3 separate regions of the Mus musculus genome follow, and all the other regions are linked to region 3. A link is a contact called in public HiChIP or PLAC-seq and promoter capture Hi-C data. All regions are on one chromosome and are shown on one strand. Each heading gives the region's core, a stretch centred on a gene start, on an enhancer-like site or on the middle of the called end of the contact. The rest is flanking DNA. Distances are from core to core; before and after follow the strand shown. Region 1 holds the start of Cebpe (CCAAT/enhancer binding protein (C/EBP), epsilon). Region 2 holds the start of 1700123O20Rik (RIKEN cDNA 1700123O20 gene). Region 3 holds the start of Gmpr2 (guanosine monophosphate reductase 2).

Evidence for each region. Promoter capture Hi-C pulls out the DNA fragments that hold promoters and counts their contacts. HiChIP or PLAC-seq counts read pairs in DNA pulled down with a chosen protein or histone mark.
Region 1: a promoter capture Hi-C map of embryonic stem cells shows a contact between it and region 3. The contact joins the promoter of Cebpe here to the promoter of Gmpr2 in region 3. A contact is called at or near these places in 2 of 39 promoter capture datasets (embryonic stem cells and hippocampal neurons) and 1 of 115 datasets of contacts at active chromatin or transcription factors (bone marrow-derived macrophages).
Region 2: a contact with region 3 is called in an H3K27ac HiChIP or PLAC-seq map of extraembryonic endoderm stem cells, with 4 times the contacts expected there. The contact joins the promoter of 1700123O20Rik here to the promoter of Gmpr2 in region 3. A contact is called at or near these places in 1 of 39 promoter capture datasets (liver), 1 of 484 Hi-C or Micro-C datasets (B cells) and 1 of 115 datasets of contacts at active chromatin or transcription factors (extraembryonic endoderm stem cells).

The regions. Positions count from the first base shown.
Region 1 is chr14:54,710,775-54,713,474 of GRCm38.p6, reverse strand. It overlaps Cebpe (CCAAT/enhancer binding protein (C/EBP), epsilon), which reads left to right and starts at 1,301. Exons shown (of 2, transcript NM_207131.1): 1 at 1,301-2,026; 2 at 2,601-2,700. The coding sequence starts at 1,517.
Region 2 is chr14:54,684,682-54,687,566 of GRCm38.p6, reverse strand. 1700123O20Rik (RIKEN cDNA 1700123O20 gene) reads right to left here and starts at 1,396. Exons shown (of 2, transcript NM_021437.2): 1 at 447-1,396. Acin1 (apoptotic chromatin condensation inducer 1) reads left to right here and starts at 636. Exons shown (of 19, transcript NM_023190.3): 1 at 636-1,098; 2 at 2,491-2,556. The coding sequence starts at 787.
Region 3 is chr14:55,670,961-55,673,660 of GRCm38.p6, reverse strand. It overlaps Gmpr2 (guanosine monophosphate reductase 2), which reads right to left and starts at 1,426. Exons shown (of 10, transcript NM_177992.2): 1 at 1,277-1,426; 2 at 860-955; 3 at 592-711. The coding sequence starts at 946. It overlaps Nedd8 (neural precursor cell expressed, developmentally down-regulated gene 8), which reads left to right and starts at 1,781. Exons shown (of 4, transcript NM_008683.4): 1 at 1,781-1,866. The coding sequence starts at 1,849.

The DNA.
Region 1 (2,700 bases), core at 52-2,551, 960 kb after region 3:
AAAAGAGCCAGGAAGGTATGGTAGCACAGCTATCAACTCAGCTCCGTGGAGAATGAAGCAGGAAGATGAGAGTTCAAGGCCAGGCTAGGCTAAAAGGGAGGCTCAACCTAAAAAAAAACAAACAACTGAAAAGTGACACACTTCTCATGTCTCTGTGTTCTTTTCTTGTCAGTAAATCCAGAACCGTGTCTGAAGCAGGGCCACAACCAAACTGGAGAGAGCAGGAAGTTCCGAACAAAACAGAAAAATGAACTTTGGGGGTTAGTAGAAGATCAAGAAGGGCGGGCAGGCAGCTACCAGCTTCTCCTTCGGACCCCGAAACAGCCCCAGGAAGAGGTGAGGACAAGAGAGAAGACTTCTCAAGCCTACAAGAGGAAGTGGACCCGAGAGACACGCACAGGTCAGAAAACAAGGGCCTGCATGCAGCTCAGGGCACAGGAAATAGGAGGCAGAGCCTCAGGCCAGCGCGGGTGGGGTCAGCCAGAACAGCTTTTAGGGTGGAGCAACTGGGACCTCCAGCAGATCCTTTCTGTTGGTTCTGAGGCTGCAGCTTGCCTGGGCCTGAGGTACAGGACCCATGTCTTGACCAGAAACCTCAGCTATGTCCTGGCAGCCCCGGACTGTGCCAGGCTGCTAGCCATAGCCAGATCTGGAGACATGCACACAAGCCCTGTGCAAAGACCTAACCGAAGAACCTTAATAGGGGCCCTCTGGAGGCAAAGGCAGGCAGAACTCTGTGAGTTCAAGGCCAGCCTGAGCTACATCGTGAGACCCTGTCTCAAAACTAGCAAATGGGCATACCCTGTACTAGGGCCAGGGGTAGCTTGGTCCTAGAATCTACTACTACTTCCCAAACCCTTCAAACAATGATGGTCTACACAGAGAAAAATGTCTTGGGAGGTGGGGCTACAGAAGGAACTGACTTACCCCGGGGTAGGTGGAGTTCAGGACTTGGGGGTGGGGGCGGGGAGGGGGGGGGACGGGACAGGGAGGAAGATGCATCAAGGGAGGAGTTTAGACCAAGTTGGCACTGGGGGAATGCTTTGTCTATTGGCTCTGGCTTGACACCTCACTCTGCACAGGTCTCTTTGGAAATCGGAGGAAGACAGATATTCAGAGAAGCTACTCTGGGCAAGGGATTAGAATCCCTTGAACTCGCAGGGCAAAAAGGGCCATTTTCTCAAACAGCAACTTCTGGACTGTGGCTGGGGCCTTCGCAAAGAGCGCCCTAACTGCTAAGCACCCCTCCCTCCGGGGTGTGCCCTGCCCCTCCCTTAGTCACCCCAAGGAGAGAGAGGAAAAGGGAAGAAAGGAAGAGGTACTGACTACAGAAGGAAAGGGAAGCAGAGGAGGAGAGAAGCCACGTAGGAGTTGGTGACGGAGAAGACCAGAGAGGGCAAACCTAGGGCAAATCTAGGACCGGGGGAGATCCAAGAAAGGGCAGGCTGAGCATCCCAACGGGCGGGCGCCCCCAGCACAGGACCCAGGGGCGGGGAGCCAAGGGGGCGGGCCGGCCATGTCCCACGGGACCTACTATGAGTGCGAGCCTCGGGGTGGCCAGCAGCCACTTGAGTTCTCAGGGGGTCGAGCTGGGCCCGGGGAGCTGGGGGACATGTGTGAGCATGAGGCCTCCATCGACCTCTCCGCCTACATCGAGTCTGGGGAAGAACAGCTACTTTCTGACCTCTTTGCCATGAAGCCAACGCCTGAAGCCCGAAGCCTTAAGGGCCCAGGAGCCCCCTCGTTTCCTCACTACCTGCCGGCTGACCCTCGGCCATTCGCCTATCCCTCACACACATTTGGCCCAGATAGGAAGGCTTTGGGGCCTGGCATCTACAGCAACCCAGGGAGCTACGACCCCAGGGCTGTGGCGGTGAAGGAGGAGCCTCGTGGGCCAGAGGGCAACCGAGGCACCAGTCGAGGCAGCTACAATCCCCTGCAGTACCAAGTGGCACACTGCGGGCAGACAGCCGTGCACCTCCCCCCGACCCTGGCAGCACCTGGCCAGCCCTTGCGTGTCCTCAAGGTAAGACCAAGGTAGCTCTCCCCGCTTCTTCCCCCCAGGGTGGAGCAAGGTGGGTGGTTGAGGGAATTCTGACTACTGGGCTTCCCTAACAAGTCTATGTTTGGTGCTCCTCTGTGAACATGCCCTACCCCAAGGTCCTGTTTCCCAACTCTGTGAATTTATTTCTTAGAACTCGGCTGTGTCCTGAAGACACTTGTAATAGCTGCTCTGCCCTGATCTCAGGCAGGACCAGGTTTCCTGCTGTGCACTATACCTCTTGCTTCTCTGCTGCCTGCTTTTGGATGAGGAAACATGGCTGACTAGAATTTTAGAACGGGAGACTTATTACAGACAAACCAAAGGGAAGGGAATAATGAGAGCATGATAGAAAGCTTTGGTCTCAGACCAAGGACCATATGTATCTGGGTTACGGTCCTTCACAGAGACAGGGAGATGGATGCCTGGGAGATCGGAGCTCTCTGGGAGTCCTGTATCCCTTTGAGGCCTCACATATGCTCTCCCTGCTGGGTTTCCTGCTTAGCCTTCACTCTGCCTCCTGGTGGACCCTCACCTCTCTGTCCCCCTTACCCTCCAGGCCCCTGTGGCAGCTGCTGCCCCTCCCTGCAGTCCCCTTCTCAAGGCACCCTCCCCTGCTGGCCCCTCACACAAGGGCAAGAAGGCAGTGAACAAAGATA
Region 2 (2,885 bases), core at 147-2,646, 990 kb after region 3:
TGTTTCTCCAACAACGAAAACCTTCACCTCTCTATGACCGTAATTACTACTGCTGTTCCTACCTCTTCAAGTTGGAAGATTTGTATCGACAAAGAATAGAATCCCTAAACGTAAGTTCTAAGTCCCGGTTCAGGGTGACTGCCAGTTTCAAAGTGGCTCTACAGGGAGAAGTTTCTCCTAAAACTTCTCTTTTTCAGAGAAAGGTAATTTTTAACCCAGGGTCTTGCTACATGGCTTCCATGGTTATTGTCATTAATAAACTCAAAAGACCTGATTTTTCTTTTTCCCACGTAGGAAGCCGCAGGTCTCTCATTCCTTAGCCCCACAGGACAAAGTATTTCTTACACAGAATGGCCGGGATATAGAAGATGGAAGCAGGAGGGGTCCCCAAAAACCTGCAGACACCAAGTCTCATCTGGCCTAGGAGAGACTTCTTTTCCTCTTACCTTCCTTTTCCCCTTGGAAGACGCCCAGAGATCACAAGAGTCCTTCAGCTCCTGCTCCAACTCTCCGAGCCTCTTCCATGTTTCCTGAAAACCCGAAGCAGAGCCAGCCCCCAGTAACCCACGCACTTCCGGTCCGGAACCAGCCCCAAATACCCAAGTGCCCCAGCGCCCCGGCCCCCAGGTCCGGAGATAGCCGAATATCTCCGATTATGGGTATGCCAGATTCGAGGGCTTCCGAAGAGATTCGATTCAAAGCCCCGGCAAGCCGAAAACAAACGAGCCTGAAAGCCAGATGGGAGGGGCCAGCCGCTAGGTAGATGGAAAAAGCCGATTGGTACCGATGTGGGGACGGAAACGACCGAACAGCTCCGGAGAAACCCGGGGAATTCTGAGCGGTAATAGAGGGGTAGACTATGGCAGTGGGCGGGGCCAATCCGGTCCGTTCGAAGGGCGTTGGCGGAAATTACCGAAGATGCCCGAAGCCGTCGGGACGGACCCGAGTACCTCACGCAAGATGGCGGAGCTGGAGGAGGTGACTCTGGACGGGAAGCCTCTTCAGGCTCTGCGGGTGACCGACCTGAAGGCCGCACTGGAGCAGCGAGGCCTAGCCAAGAGCGGGCAGAAGAGTGCCCTGGTCAAGCGGCTCAAAGGGGTGAGAAGTCAGCGTTGCCGAGGTGTCGGAGGGGAGCGGACCCGGTAGAGACGAGTCTCCGCCGCGGCGCAGGCGCAGTGTCCGGGCTCGGCGCGAGCTCTCTCAGGCCGCCAGCGCGAGCCTGCAGATCCACGCGCACGGTGGTTGGTGTGGCTGGCGCTGGGATAGAGATAACGCCGGTTCCCGCCTTAACGGCAGCGGCGCGAGCCCAAAATGGGAGGGTGCGCGCTACTCTCCCGGAGTGTCTTAAGCTCCTTCCTTCTTCCCCCACCCCCTCCTTGTTTGTGTCTGTGTTGTCGGCGCATGCGCTGCAGAAGGAGTTAAATCCCTCTACAACCACCGGTGTGGCTGGCCTTAAGGGGGCGAGCAGGGCTGGGTCCGAGTTAGGGATACAGTTGGGCGGATGGGGTTGCTGTCTATGTCTGCAATAGGACATTTGTGATAGGGTAAAAAATGTCCGCTCGACTAGATTAAGTGAAAGGAAACCTTGATAGAAAGACTTGGTCAGAGACGGCTGTCTAATTTATAGGGAATCGAGCAGCAGTCTGGATAAGTATTTGGTGGCTATTGGTACGAGAGGTGAGACAGATTACTTTAGGCTGGGGATTTTGTGTCGGTTTGAGTAGTGAGGGTGAGCTTGTCGGGAGGTACACATACTGTGTATCGCTTTGGTGTAAATGGAGGGAAAGAAGGTGAGCTGAACTAGTGTTATTAGAGTTCATTAGCATACGTGACTCGTAATACTGATGGGGACTCTGGGTCAGTTCAGGGTTTGAGTTGACAGACCGTTGCTTATCCCGAAGCTGACAGTTTGTGGGTGGGTGTGGATTAGGTCAGACCACTGGTTACAAGGTCTGTGGTTAGTTTCCCTGTGAAATTTTTAATACATTTTATTTGTCCGGGTGTTACACTGCTGGAAGTTGTGCAAGTTCAGTTAAGTAGTTGTAGTTCTGAAAAACTAATCAAATAATAGTCAAATCCAAATTAGCCTCTTGTTGGTTTTATGTGATTTGAAACTTGTTCTGAGTACTTGGAATTTTTTTTTTGCCTGTATTACCGGATTTAGAAGTGGCTCCTAGTCAAAATTGCAGACAATAATAGAGATTCTAGTTCCGATTCTGTCATTTTTGCTGATTTTTGTGACATAGCCAGGTCACTGATTCTTTGTGTGCCTGTGTTTTACATTTGGGAGCAGTAACCATGGCTACCTTTAAGAGACTTATGAAGATGAATGAGAACAGTATTAATAAAGGGCTTTTAGTCTCGGTGAAAGGAATATAGTATAAATGTATATTTAAGTAATTGAATGAGAAGGCTGTGGGAGAGGTAGAGACCTGGATTGCGTTTTTGTTCCCCCTCCCGGTTTCTGATTTTTGCTCTTCTTTATACCAGGCTCTAATGCTAGAAAATTTACAAAAACACTCAACACCCCATGCTGCATTCCAGCCAAATTCACAGGTAAGAGAAAAGGTTTGTTTAGATAGAATGGGCTATTTGGAGACTATAGTAAGTAAATGGGAAGACATGGTGTTGTTTTCCTTGTCATCAGAAGCAGTATTTTCTTAAACTATTTTTATTGCAAGTGATCTCACACTAGACAGTTGATGTCTTTTTTTTTTTTTTAAGGTTTATTTTTATTTTATGTGTATGGGTGATTTGCCTCCCAAAGGGTCCCCACAGAGGCCAGAAGAGGATGTCAAATCCTCTGGAACTGGAGTTACAGACAGCCGTGAGCCACCATATGGGTGCAGAATTGAACCTGGGTCCTCTATAAAAGCAGCCAGGCC
Region 3 (2,700 bases), core at 177-2,676:
GGCAACTATCTACCTTCTCAACTACATGCATAGAGGCAAGTGATATTACTGTCAGGAGCAGTGTCTTCCATTTTCAAAGGGAACAATCTGTATTTAAGAACAAAACTTCCATTTGGGATAGATCTCAGAAACTCCCAGGAACCTAAAAGAACCTTAAAGAAGTGAAAAATTAAAATAATAGTAGGCATACAAGAAAACTAATAAACTCCTTTTTTCTGTAATATCCCAGGTTGAAAATTTTTAAATACTCAAAACAGTATTTAATTTCTGGACTAAACAGTGACTGCTTAATGTTCAAACAATGACTGACTGAAGAAATGCATGTGCTTGGGTTGACCTGGGTGGGCACTGGAAGAATTTGGTAAAGTATATAATTTATGGGAGATTATAATAAAAAAGATGAAACAGATCTAAATTTGAATCTCACTAGTTCAGACAGATCTTTGAACTGATCAAATGGTTCTTAGTAATGGAAAAAAAAATAGTAAACACAACATTCTGTTAATTGCCAGAGACTGGGAATACAGATGCAATTCCTCTGTAGCCGCTAGCTGGGAGAAGATCTGGTAGGGGGCATAAGGTTAATCTCACCTTACAGAGAACCCTAGCCATTTCAAAAGTGCCCACGGTATCCATATTGGCAGCAATGACAGGGATGCCACTGTACATCTGCTTTGAGTTCCGGAACGAAAATGATCTTGTGAGCTCTACCTGCAGACATTAAGAGGACATTAAGATTTCATTCATTCAGAAAATATGTATCGTTCTCGAACCTGACAGCTTTCTTGGACCTGGTCCATTAGAAGCTTGAGGTAAAAATAAATAAATAAATAAAAACCAAGGAAGACAACTGGCTCACCTCACTTCGAGACTTAAGAGTGCTGCGTTTGGGCCTCAACAGGACATCCTTGAAGTCAAGTTTCACATCATTATCAATATGAGGCATGATGCAAAGCTGGAGTTAGATTTAAAAAAAAATGAGGCTGTAAGACTGGGAAGTAACAAAGTTCGCCTCTCACGCTTAAACTGTGTAAAGTCAGATCAGGGTGTGGTTCTTCAAGTCTCCCTGGGACCATCCAGTGTCTGGATTATCCTAATGCTTCAATCCCAGGTATGATTTTTAGGGAGAATTGGGAAGAGATTATGGTTCCTGAAGGTGCTTCCTTACCTAGTTACTCTCCCTTTTTTCGCCCCTGCAAAGGGCAACTTAGAGTAAGAAGCTAACTTAGGGATGAGAAAAGAGATTTTAACCAGCTTCCGGCATAGCGGTACTCACTTCCTGTTGCTTTGACTCAGGTGGCAGTTGACCAAAGATTCTTTTGCTTAGCAACTAGCCGCGTGCAGCCTCGATGAGCCTTCAGGGCCACTCGAACGAGTTCCGCTAATTGCAAACTCGACTACCCAAGGAATTCTAGCTTCGGGCGCTGTGCAAGGCCTTCTGGGTAACAGAGTCCACACACTCAAGCTGCCGTTGAGTGCGAGCGGCAGAAGAACTACAACTCCTAGGATGCAAAGGACAGAGCTGCCTCCAGGCATGATGGGACAAGTAGTTTGTTCCGTTCCAGCTCGCCGCTAACACCAGTTCGGTGGCCACGCGCGGGGTCTCAGGGCGCCGTCTGGCTGTTCCTAGCCGACTTGCCTTTCTCTTTACAACCCCACTGACACAGAACACGAGGGCACTCCTGAGCGTTTCGGGAACCCGGTGGAAAGAGGAGAGGGTGGGTCCAGAGAGTGACCCGGAAGCAGAAGTGTTCCTTGCCGTGGAGTGCTGGGAAGCGGCAGCGGCAGCAGCGACCACAGCGGGAGAAGCAGCACTCTAGCCGCCTGCAACCCCAACCTGGGAAGAAGATGCTAATTAAAGTGAAGGTGGGAGCGTTTCCAGACTTTCCAAGACTCGGTGCAGGGTTGGCCGCTGCGCCTTAAGGGAGAGGCGGGAAGGAAAACCATGCCTTTCCTGAACTTGGAGGGCTGACACCCTCGGGGCCCTGCGCGAGGCTTGATGGGAACTAGGGGGACCCCGGGAGGCTTTGAGCTCTGGAGGCCGATCCAGCCTGAAGACTTCGGGTCTTACAAGGAAGCCTGTCCTACTTTCTTGCCAGTCTGTATTCAGACCCAGAAGGAGGCAGCGTTTGTCCTGGTCTCACTGTATTCAAGCCCTTGCAGTCATAGAGAAGGCCTGGCAGCAGCTTGGCTCCTCACTCCAGAATTTTTTGGGAAAGCTTTGTCCCCTGTTCTTCATGCCTAGATTGTATACTTCTCTCAGGCCCTAACACAGGCTCCCTCCAGAGCACAGCACTGATTAGAGTCTGATGAAAGTGAGGGCCTTTCAGTAGCTAGACTACGAGCCAAGGTTAGTGTCTCACCCGTCTTACAGTAGCTAAGCTCGGAGTGGTACTAGGCACCTTCTGTCGGAACTGGACATTAAGAACTAGCCTCATTTCTTTGGCTAATTTAGGCTACTTATCGATGCGTTGGTTCTTGGTACTCTGTCTTCAACTCCCGTAGATGTTCAGTTTTAAACCCATCAGGCCATTCTGCTGTACATTTAGACAGAGACACAAAAATGATAATAATGAGGAGGCCTGGCATTAATCTGACCTTTTCATTGCTGTGTTCAGTCTATCTTCAGTTACTGGACACGTCAACTATTAGCCTTTTTTTCTACATTCCTTCCAAAAAAAACTTTAATTAAAGATTGAA